Regions from separate parts of the Mus musculus genome. Here region 1 is linked to region 2. A link is a contact called in public Hi-C data. All regions are on one chromosome and are shown on one strand. The core of a region is the stretch at or near the end of the contact, and the rest is flanking DNA. Distances in the headings are between cores, read along the strand shown. Region 1 has its middle 15 kb from the start of Cetn3. Region 2 overlaps Adgrv1 (adhesion G protein-coupled receptor V1).

The links. Hi-C and Micro-C count contacts between places; a contact is called where the count stands out from the background.
Region 1: a contact with region 2 is called in a Hi-C map of neurons, with 11 times the contacts expected there. The contact joins two enhancer-like sites. A contact is called at or near these places in 9 of 39 promoter capture datasets (the 3T3-L1 cell line, the C10 cell line, HPC-7-derived erythroid cells and 4 more), 11 of 15 datasets of contacts at CTCF or cohesin (CD8 T cells, the G1E-ER4 cell line, the NIH/3T3 cell line and 6 more), 302 of 484 Hi-C or Micro-C datasets (the 3T3-L1 cell line, 3T3-L1-derived adipocytes, the 63-12 cell line and 144 more), 36 of 115 datasets of contacts at active chromatin or transcription factors (the 230-238 cell line, the NIH/3T3 cell line, PVALB interneurons and 20 more) and 4 of 9 other capture datasets (adipose tissue, embryonic stem cells, embryonic tail and 1 more).

The regions. Positions count from the first base shown.
Region 1 is chr13:81,765,631-81,770,074 of GRCm38.p6, reverse strand. No RefSeq gene overlaps it. Among named protein-coding and RNA genes, the nearest start is that of Cetn3, 15 kb to the left of the region's middle. Within about 2 kb of position 2,829, at least 6 of the 459 cell types and tissues checked have an H3K27ac peak or open chromatin away from gene starts, as enhancers often do. A contact at or near this core is called in neurons, where this site is marked.
Region 2 is chr13:81,437,123-81,441,853 of GRCm38.p6, reverse strand. It overlaps Adgrv1 (adhesion G protein-coupled receptor V1), which reads left to right. Exons shown (of 90, transcript NM_054053.4): 66 at 1,611-1,806; 67 at 2,222-2,441; 68 at 4,149-4,385. Among named protein-coding and RNA genes, the nearest start is that of Adgrv1, 190 kb to the left of the region's middle. Within about 2 kb of position 2,038, at least 6 of the 459 cell types and tissues checked have an H3K27ac peak or open chromatin away from gene starts, as enhancers often do. A contact at or near this core is called in neurons, where this site is marked.

The DNA of each region.
Region 1 (4,444 bases), core at 1,580-4,079, 330 kb before region 2:
GTAGGACAGCAGAGTAAGGCTCCCTTCAACGTAACTGACAGGGGACTTAGAGAAACTGCATTGGGAAGCCATTTAGACTGTGCATGAACATCGAAACTGAAGTGCACAAACCTTTTGAACCAGTTTTTAAAAATATTTTAATTTTAAAAAAATGTATGTGTGTGTTTGTGTGTGTTGGGGTGGAGTTGGGGGTGGGTGTTAGTGCCACCTGTATGGCGGTGTCCCTGGAAGTCAGAAAGGTATGTCAAACACCTGGGCAGGACTTACAGACAATTGTGAGGCAGGCCTGGGTCTTGGGAATGAAACAATGATCACTCTAACTCTGTACCTTCTCCCCAGTTCCTGCCTGGAGACACTGGAGTCGCTGACCCCACTGACACTTGTCAAGGCTGAAGCTGTCCTTTAGCTTTGCCTGCATTTGTGCCTGAGATACATATGAGGCTGTCCATGAAGCTTGAAAACAAAGATGCCAACTGTTTGTAAAGAGAGAGCAGGATAAACATACTCACAAATGTCATGGCATGCATGTTTAACTATTAAAAAGAACAGGGATAAGGATTGCTATATGAACTAGCATGCACTGTGCCTTAAAAAGATCATCACTCAAAGAAGAGAAAGTAAAAAAAGTATATAGACTATAGTAATCAATTGAAAAGTATATAGACTATAGTAATCAATTGAGTAAAAAAAAAAAATCATACTAATACAAGTTGGTGCCAGTTCAGATGGTCAATATTCCTTAACCAAAAGCCACCAGAATTACTTACGGATGAAGATGTTGAGTTTGGTTTTTGTTTGGTTTTGTGAGACAAGGAAGAAAGCACACCAAGGAGTATTTATGCAGTGGGAAATGTTAAGAGCGTGGAGAAAGGACTCACTAAGAACTTACCTTTGTTGGGGAGAGTAAGGCTCCCTTCAACATAACTGACAGGGGACTTAGAGAAACTGCATTGGCAAGCCATTTAGACTGTGTAAGAACATCGAAACTGAAGTGCACAAACCTTTTGGGGGAGGGAAGAAATGAGCACAATTAAGTATCTCACAAATGTGATCTCAAGGAAGGCAGATTATGAAGTAGTGGAGCTACAGCTGGGAGTTCAAGCATCGCCATTCAGCCCCTCTGGCATGGGTGTGGAAGAGGCCAGGGTTTGTTTCCTTCTGCATTGTAACAGTCAGTTTCCTGACATTTTATCTTTTTGACGGTTTTCTTTTGTGTACTTGGCTCAAGAAAGCTGGCTTCCTCTGTGCATTTTCTGTTTTGTTACTGAGTTCCATTGTGCCTGCTGGTAGCCAACTCCTCCATCAAACGTTCTAGGGTCCTTAGAACAAAACACTCAGGGAACTCACCATCAAGTCCTTCCTTCCAATCCACAAGCCCTTAGGTCTTCTGCCTCCTTTGAACAAACTTGTGTTATAGATTGCCCAAGCTGTGTCTAGTCCATCCCTCAGAAAAGGAAGTTCCAGAGGCATATACTTATGTGTGTTCATGCACACATGTGTCTGTGTATGTGTTTACGAAAGCACAAATCATGCATTCAAATAAGTGGCACTGTGCTACATTTCTACAGAAAGAAGAAAGTAATGGAATAGACAAACAAATAAGCAAACACAAAAATCCTTGCCTTTGTGGTGCACTGGCATTGGAAGTCAGATGCTATTAATCAGAAGTAGTCACAGCATTTCTACTTCTAACTAAGACTTATGTAAAACACATTTTGAAATTGTTTTCTAGTAATGGGAACCATAGATTTACCTGGAAATGTGAGAAATCTTTTCCTCCTCTAACATTTATCTATTATAATTCTATCCCTTCCTGCTTACCGCTTTCTCTTTTATTATTAATAGTAGAGTTGTTGGGGTAGGAGTGTGGTTCAATGGTGCAGCACATGGTTAGCCTTGGGTTCAATCCCCAGCATACACCCACAAAAGTAAGTTAACAAAGGTCCACCCTTTGTCTATATATTTTATTCAAGCTATACAGTATGTCTCATAAGGAACATCTTATACTACAAAAACTAAAAGTAATACGACTACAATACTAAGACTGTAAAGTCTTGGGAAGAACATATAATCATCTTTCCAGAATACACCCAATTGGTCTGTGCCTGTTGAGGATGGTTGAGCACATAGAGGTTGAGAATATTATTCTATGTTTGTAAGAGGTTGGAAGTTTCCAGAAGGAACGGCTTTTAAACTGTAGTAGAAAAGGGAGGCAGGTGTTTATTATGAAGAACCTACAACTTGAGAAGGCACTTTTCCCAAGGAGGCCAAAGGAGCATAAGCAGAGAGAAAGGACACAAAGGACACAAAAATAAGTGGGCCACACTGGTTCAGAGCCCACTGGGAAGCTCAACAGGAGCAGACCTCCAGGAAATACAGCTAATCCTTTTTGTTTTGCAGTTGTTCCCGCCCCTGCCTCCGCCCCCGCCCCCACCCCTTGTGTGTTGCATGTAATGTAATTTAATGTATTTATCTTATGAGGTTTCATAAGGGAAAGGAGACAGGAGGGGGAAGGGAGGAAGAAAGGGAGAGGCAATCTGATAATTTGATTGACAGGTGACCCTGTCAAGTTAGTTTTCTGGATCACAAAGCTGGTTTAGTGATGCCTAGGGAGAATTAGACACCGTTCGAAAGACTGTTGGACTGAAGAAGTGATCATAGCCTAAGAGGCCACCTACCACCAAAGAAGACCTTAAATGGGTATTTTTAAAATACTTGGCTTTGTTGCTAACATTATAAAATCAGGAACAAAGAACAAAGACTTTCAGTGTGGGGCTTTTCTTAAAGAAGCAAGATCCAGCGCATAGGCTCTGAACCCTCACAGTCGAGGCGCTGCTGCCCCCTGCAGGTGGGAATTATGATCTCCTGTTTCTGAGTCCCTTCTCCCACTGCAAGGTACTGTTTCATTTTGTGCATTATGGAGTATATGGGTATTTGAATTCATTTATATACTAATTATCTTCATCCTGCAGTGTATGGCATGCTAGCATGCATCTGATCAGGAAGAAAGGAGCACAGACTTAGATTAGTAATTCTCAATGTGATTTTTCCACCCCATGTTGAGAACTATACTTCAAACCACTTCTCCAGCAATTAAACTATAGTCTATGCCCACTGAAAGGTCTCTCACAGGGTTGTCTTGTGCTATAAATGCTAAGTGCCACATGCATGAGTGCTGTGATAATAAATACTTAGGGATGCAGGGGCGGGCCCGATTATTTCTGTAATCATTAAGAATTTTAAAGATCGGCTTGAACTTCTGTAAGAGAAGGACATTCTGCATGACAGGGGAAGCAAAAGCAAACATGTGAATTTAGTAGGCCACAATTTCTGTAGAGTGTAAAGTGGAATACTGCAGGCAATGCTGCTTCTCCTTCAGCCTTGATGCGAGCTATCTCAGAGTGAGAGACCCACAGAACTACTGAAACAGGCAGCACACTACATTTGAACTCTTGTAGTTCTCCTCCTCTCCCTCCTCTTCCTCCTCCTTCACCACCACCACCACCATCACCATCACCATCAGCTCCTCCTCCTTCTCCTCTTCCTCCTCCTCCTCCTCCTTCTTCAGAGAGCAACAAAGACCTTGAGGAGTGAGGTGATCTGCTCAATGCCACACAGCCACTTGGTGAAGGAGCTGAGATCAGATCTGCCCGCCCCCCGCCCCACCCCCTCCAGTGATTTCCTACACACATGAAGCCACATGAGTCACTTCAGTTGGTCATGGACAAGGAGAAGAAATTCTGGGCTGCTCGGGAGTTTTAGATATAATTCTTCTTCGTTTCCATTTCTCTTCTTCACTCATTTGCACCTCATATTCTTACTCAAGAAAAAGCACACCAAGAAAGTGTTATGGGAAAGGGGTGCGTGTGAGTGTGTGTGTGTGTGTGTGTGTGTGTGTGTGTGTGTCTGACCAGTATAGGAACAGATTAAGAATACATAATGAGCTGAACTACTTTCTAGTATTCAATTGTGGTTGACTGCAAATAAGTGATCCCTTCAGCTTTTAAATTCTCTGTGACTGCCATTCTCTGCAAGGGGAAGAAACTACAAGATGAATTTTCAGCCTACTAAAGTGAGCAACAAAAGGCATAAGGAGCTAGCAGATATGTCTCAAGTTCAACAGTTATGATAATCACAATCAGAATATGAAAATACTAGTCAGTTTCCTGGTACCTTAGAACAAACTGACAGACAGACTGCCCCTGGCTTTCATAGCACAACAATGAGGCTAACTTTGCATCTTGGTACTTGGAATTGGCAGAGAAGTTTAGTGTTAAGAACACTTGATTTAGATTCAAATCTGCGTTTTTAGTATTTACCAGCTAAGTGATCCAGACAACTGAATTAATCTTTCCAAGTATTCACCTGCACATGTATAAATGGCAAAAAGCTGCTTTTTCCTGTTTTCTCTGGGTTTTTAGGAGATTTACTACCTTTCTTTGGG
Region 2 (4,731 bases), core at 789-3,288:
CTCAGTTTGCCTTCTTATATAATCTGGGACCACCTGCCCAGGGGTGACAACGCTTACATGCTGGGGACGCTCAGACACATATCACTAATCAAGACAATGCCCCACAGACTTGCCTAAGGCCAATCTTATGGAGCCATCTTCTCAAAAAGCTTCTCTTCCCAGATATGTCCAGGTTGTGTCAGTGCGACAGAAAGCAAACAGCACACTGCTCTTGCAAACCTGGATGACTGACTCACACTGCTGGATTCCAGCTCCTGGGGACCTGATGCCCTCTTCTGGCTTCTGGGCAGTTTACATATTCAAAGATCCATACACATGAATAAAAATTAAATAAATCTAAAATATATTTTAAAGAAAAATGTATGTAAATTTAATGTTTATATAGTGTTTATTTACCCTGTAGTGAATAACCACCCTGGAAATGAACATTTAACTCTTCTGCAGGTAGTATCTGGGCACTTGATCTTGTCTTCAGCTCTTCTCAGGCTTGCCCAATGTTACAATTCCCCTTTACCATAAAATCAGGACACACAATATGTGGTTACATTTCTTTCCCAGCAGAAAGAGATGGCTACCTTCCTAGGATATGCCTTTATTCAAAGGTAGACTATAAGTATAATTTAAAAGTAAACATGATACCTTGTTTTCGCAAATGATTTATTGGCTTTAGTGCCTCTACCCAGGTTCTTCGTCTAGCTATCCTGAAAGTTCAACAAGACTCTCCTGTACACTTCCTAAGGCCTTTGGATAAGCCATGGCTTATCACATAAGCGATTTTGTGAATTTCAGCTCATTTCTGGTAAACGGATGCTGCATTTTTACATCGAGAAATAATAGGACTTTTTCTCCATTTACCCATTTCTCATTAATTCACTGTTTCTGAGAGGACGTTTTGGTAATGGATACCTTTTTAATTTAAGATTTAAATTTGAATTTTTAAATTGAAATCAAGCATTGATGTTGATGTTTTTTGATATATTTTTTAGGGCCAGAAAATATAATAGTTTATATAGAGAGACTTAAAAATACTGATACAAGTGCAGTTGAGAAAGACCAGTGAGTAACTGTGTTTGCTGCCAAGCCTGACAAGCTGAAATCAATCCTGGACGCCAACTGGTAGGAGAAGGGACATGATGCCAGTAAGCTGTCCTCTGAGCTCCACACAGGTGCACACAAGCACACACACAGACACAGATACAAACAGACACACATACACACACACACACAATATAAATGAAAAATATCATATGATAGAAATATTATAAGGGTCCTTTGTATGCACTTATATGTATTTCAGCTAAATGTCTAAAGCAGTTCAGAATATTTTCAGTTTGTAGAGATGCTTTTATTTTATTTGTGCATATCATGAAGAGGAGGAAAGCCTGTACTAATGATTGCATAGGCTACATTCATTTTTAAAAATTGTTCCCTCTAAATTTCAGCCTATGGTAAGCTATATTTTTCATAAAGACATAAGACCAACAAAACATGAAAAACAGAAGAGTGTGCACTGGATCCTTGTCTTTAATTGCGTAGTCTAGTCTGGCTGAATCGTGTCAATGTCATTCGCTTTTCCTAGTAACTCGCCTAACCTCACATTCCTTTCACAGTGGAGGAAGATGCCGGCGTGATCACACTCCCTGTCCTGAGGCTTCATGGAACGTATGGCCACGTGTCAGCTGATTTCAGCTCCCGGGGTTTCTCTGCAGTTCCAGGAGGCTACGTACTGCATGGCAGCTCGGTCACCTTTCAGCATGGACAGAACCTAAGCTTTATAAATGTCTCCATCATCGATGACAATGGAAGGTTAGTCCTACAGAAACAGTGCACACACAGAGAGCATAGGTACTGTGACCTAACTTACACCGAAGATGCATGTTCCTGCTGAGAAGCAGCACTTGAGAGAGACAGGGGAATACCAGCAAAGGAGCTGGCCCTGAGGATGGAAACCTCGGTTTTCCCATAAAGGAGAACGGTTCTGTTCCTCACAGGGACCAGAATGGTTAGGATGTGGCAGTGCTTCCCAGCCCACCTTCTAAAGTCAAGAAGTGGGTTGCGAGGGCTTCGTGTTGCGTCTGCTTTTGACTGAGCACCCTCCTCCTGGTGTGTGCCTGCTGGGCCTTGAATATGTATGGCCAATTTGGAAAAATGACTAGCTATTTGGATTTTACAAGCATTTTAATATGTTTAGACTCACAGATTGCTCCTTCTTGCCATGCAGTGAATTTGAGAAGCAGTTTGAAATTCTGCTCATTGGAGCTACGGGAGGAGCGATCCTTGGGCGCCACCTAGTGAGCAAAATCACCATTGCCAAAAGTGACTCTCCCTTTGGCATCATACGATTTCTCAACCAAAGCAAAATTTCTCTTCCTAACCCCAGTTCCACAATGGCTTTACACTTGGTGCTGGAGCGGACCGGAGGACTCCTGGGAGAGATTCAGGTAGTGTTATTATTCTGGTGATGTTAGAAGAAATTTTGAAATATCATATATAATGTTGGACTTTCAACTCCCCAGATGTGTTTGATTATAGTATTTACTACTAACTACTTTGTAAATGTTAAGTGGCTTCTGAGCTCGATGAACATATTTGAAAATGATGTGAGCAGAATAAAATTGAATAGTAGTAGACCATATTTTTTTTTTCAAAAAAGCATGAGTTCTATAAACTCTGCTTGTAACTTTGGGATATACAGCCTGGGTTGCCTGGGTTGCCCAATGGTGTGATGACTTAGGAGAAAGGAAGAATAGATCCTGCAGAGAAATAAGCCTGACCTGTTGTTAGGAGAACTCTACAGAATAGCGGGCTTAAAACCGACATGAGAGGACCAGAGAGCACAGAGGGCACATAGGACCCAGGACTGATGCAGTTTGAGATGTTACCATGAGTTCAAAGAGCATGCCATCAAGGGAGACTTAGCCAGAGAGTATATCACCGTTTTCACATCTGTAGCTCACCCATGCCTGCCCTGTGAAAGATGGATTGTCAAGAGTCGGTGGAGCAGTGCACAGCAGGAAGGATGGTTGGAAGGCTGTGGTCCCTCACTCTGTTATGAGTGGGAGCAGAGGGGACAAGATGTGGTTAAAGAGGGGACAGCTGGTTGGGTTAAAGATGGAGGCTGAAGCTGGTGAGATGGCTCAGCTCAAAGGAGGTCCTGAGTTCAATTCTCAGCAGCCATAACCTTTTCTGACATCTTATGTCCTCTTCTGGCATATGGGTGTACATGCAGCAAAACACACATAGAATGGATCAATGAACGAGTAAGAAAAGAGATGGAGGCTGAAGAATAGACAAATTTTGGGTGGCTCCTAGAAACTGCTGGAATGTGGTGCTAGTCTTATGAATTTCATAGCTGGGGTAAATACTTAAGAATTCTGCTTTGTACATGTTAATGTGGTGTCCTGTTAGACAAGCCCATGGAAGGCTCACTTAGTCTGAGCTTTGCCTGTTGTCAGATGAGCAGGGATGACAGGTAGAGCAGGCGCTTGCGTGTAGGAAGCCATCACAACCATGAGAGCGTAAGTACTCCTGGAGCTGTGACGAGAGCAGAGCTGAGTCTGGGGCTCCTGCCTTGTAGGGGTCTGAAGAAAGAAGGCTGGGGTGGAAGGAGAGGGGAAGAAGCCTGGGAACGAGAAAGAAGAGGCATGCCGAGAGGGAGGAATGGCTTTCCCCACGTGATATGAAAACCACACACACTAGAGCTATAGAAACCCAAAGCTCGGCTTGTTTTAATCCAAACTTTAGTTCCTGATCAAATGTATGAACATTACATTTGCACTCATTTTTACAGTGGGAATTTAAGTATATTTAGAGAAAAACGCACACCACAGAATGTCGTATTCTACTATGCTCTAATTGCTGGAATCCAAGCACATGGCTAGACAGTGTTGAACTCATAAACTTTATCAATGTTTGTATGTTTGTAACATATAAATATTTAAATAGTTTTCTTGTCCTGTGACGATTACAAATAACTAGGTACTATTTTTCATTTTTTTTAATTAAAAATATTATTTTCAGCATAGATAAGCCAGGAATAGCCTGGTATATTCTAGAATAGTTTCATGTTTCTGTACTTTAATAGTGCATGTACTGCAAAAGTCCTTCGCTTAAGATTGCTCTTTACTAAAATGTGATACGCCACGCAGGTGAGCTGGGAGGTGGTAGGGCCCGATGCTGAGGAACCGTTACCGCCACACAATGGAGACTTTGCAGACCCAGTGAGTGGGACAGTCTCTTTTGGAGACGGAGAAGGTGGTGTGAGAAGCATCATCCTCAGAGTTTGTCCTCACGAAGAAACTGAAGCTGAGGAGACTTTTATTGTTCAGCTCAAGCCTTTGAGAGAAGCGAAGTTAGATCCCAGAGCTAAAGCTGTTACGCTAACAGTAAGTCTGAACACATTCACTGCAAGATTTCAGATTTAACGGACTTGTCAGAAAGTTATTTCTACTGCTTGAGACATTATAATGCTGAATAGAAAATACTAAAACTTAAGAAGGCGCTGGGGGTGTGGTTCAGAGGCTGGGGGCGTGGTTCAGAGGCTGGGGGCGTGGTTCAGTTGGGGCACTGCTTGCGCATGAAACCCAGGGTTCCCCAAACAACACTGTTTGGCAATATTCACCTGCAGTGTACCCGACACGGAGGAAGTGGAGGCAGGAGAATCAGAAATTCAGGGTTAACCTCTGCTACATAGAGGGTTTGAGGCAGTCTGGTGTACAGGAGATCCTGTCT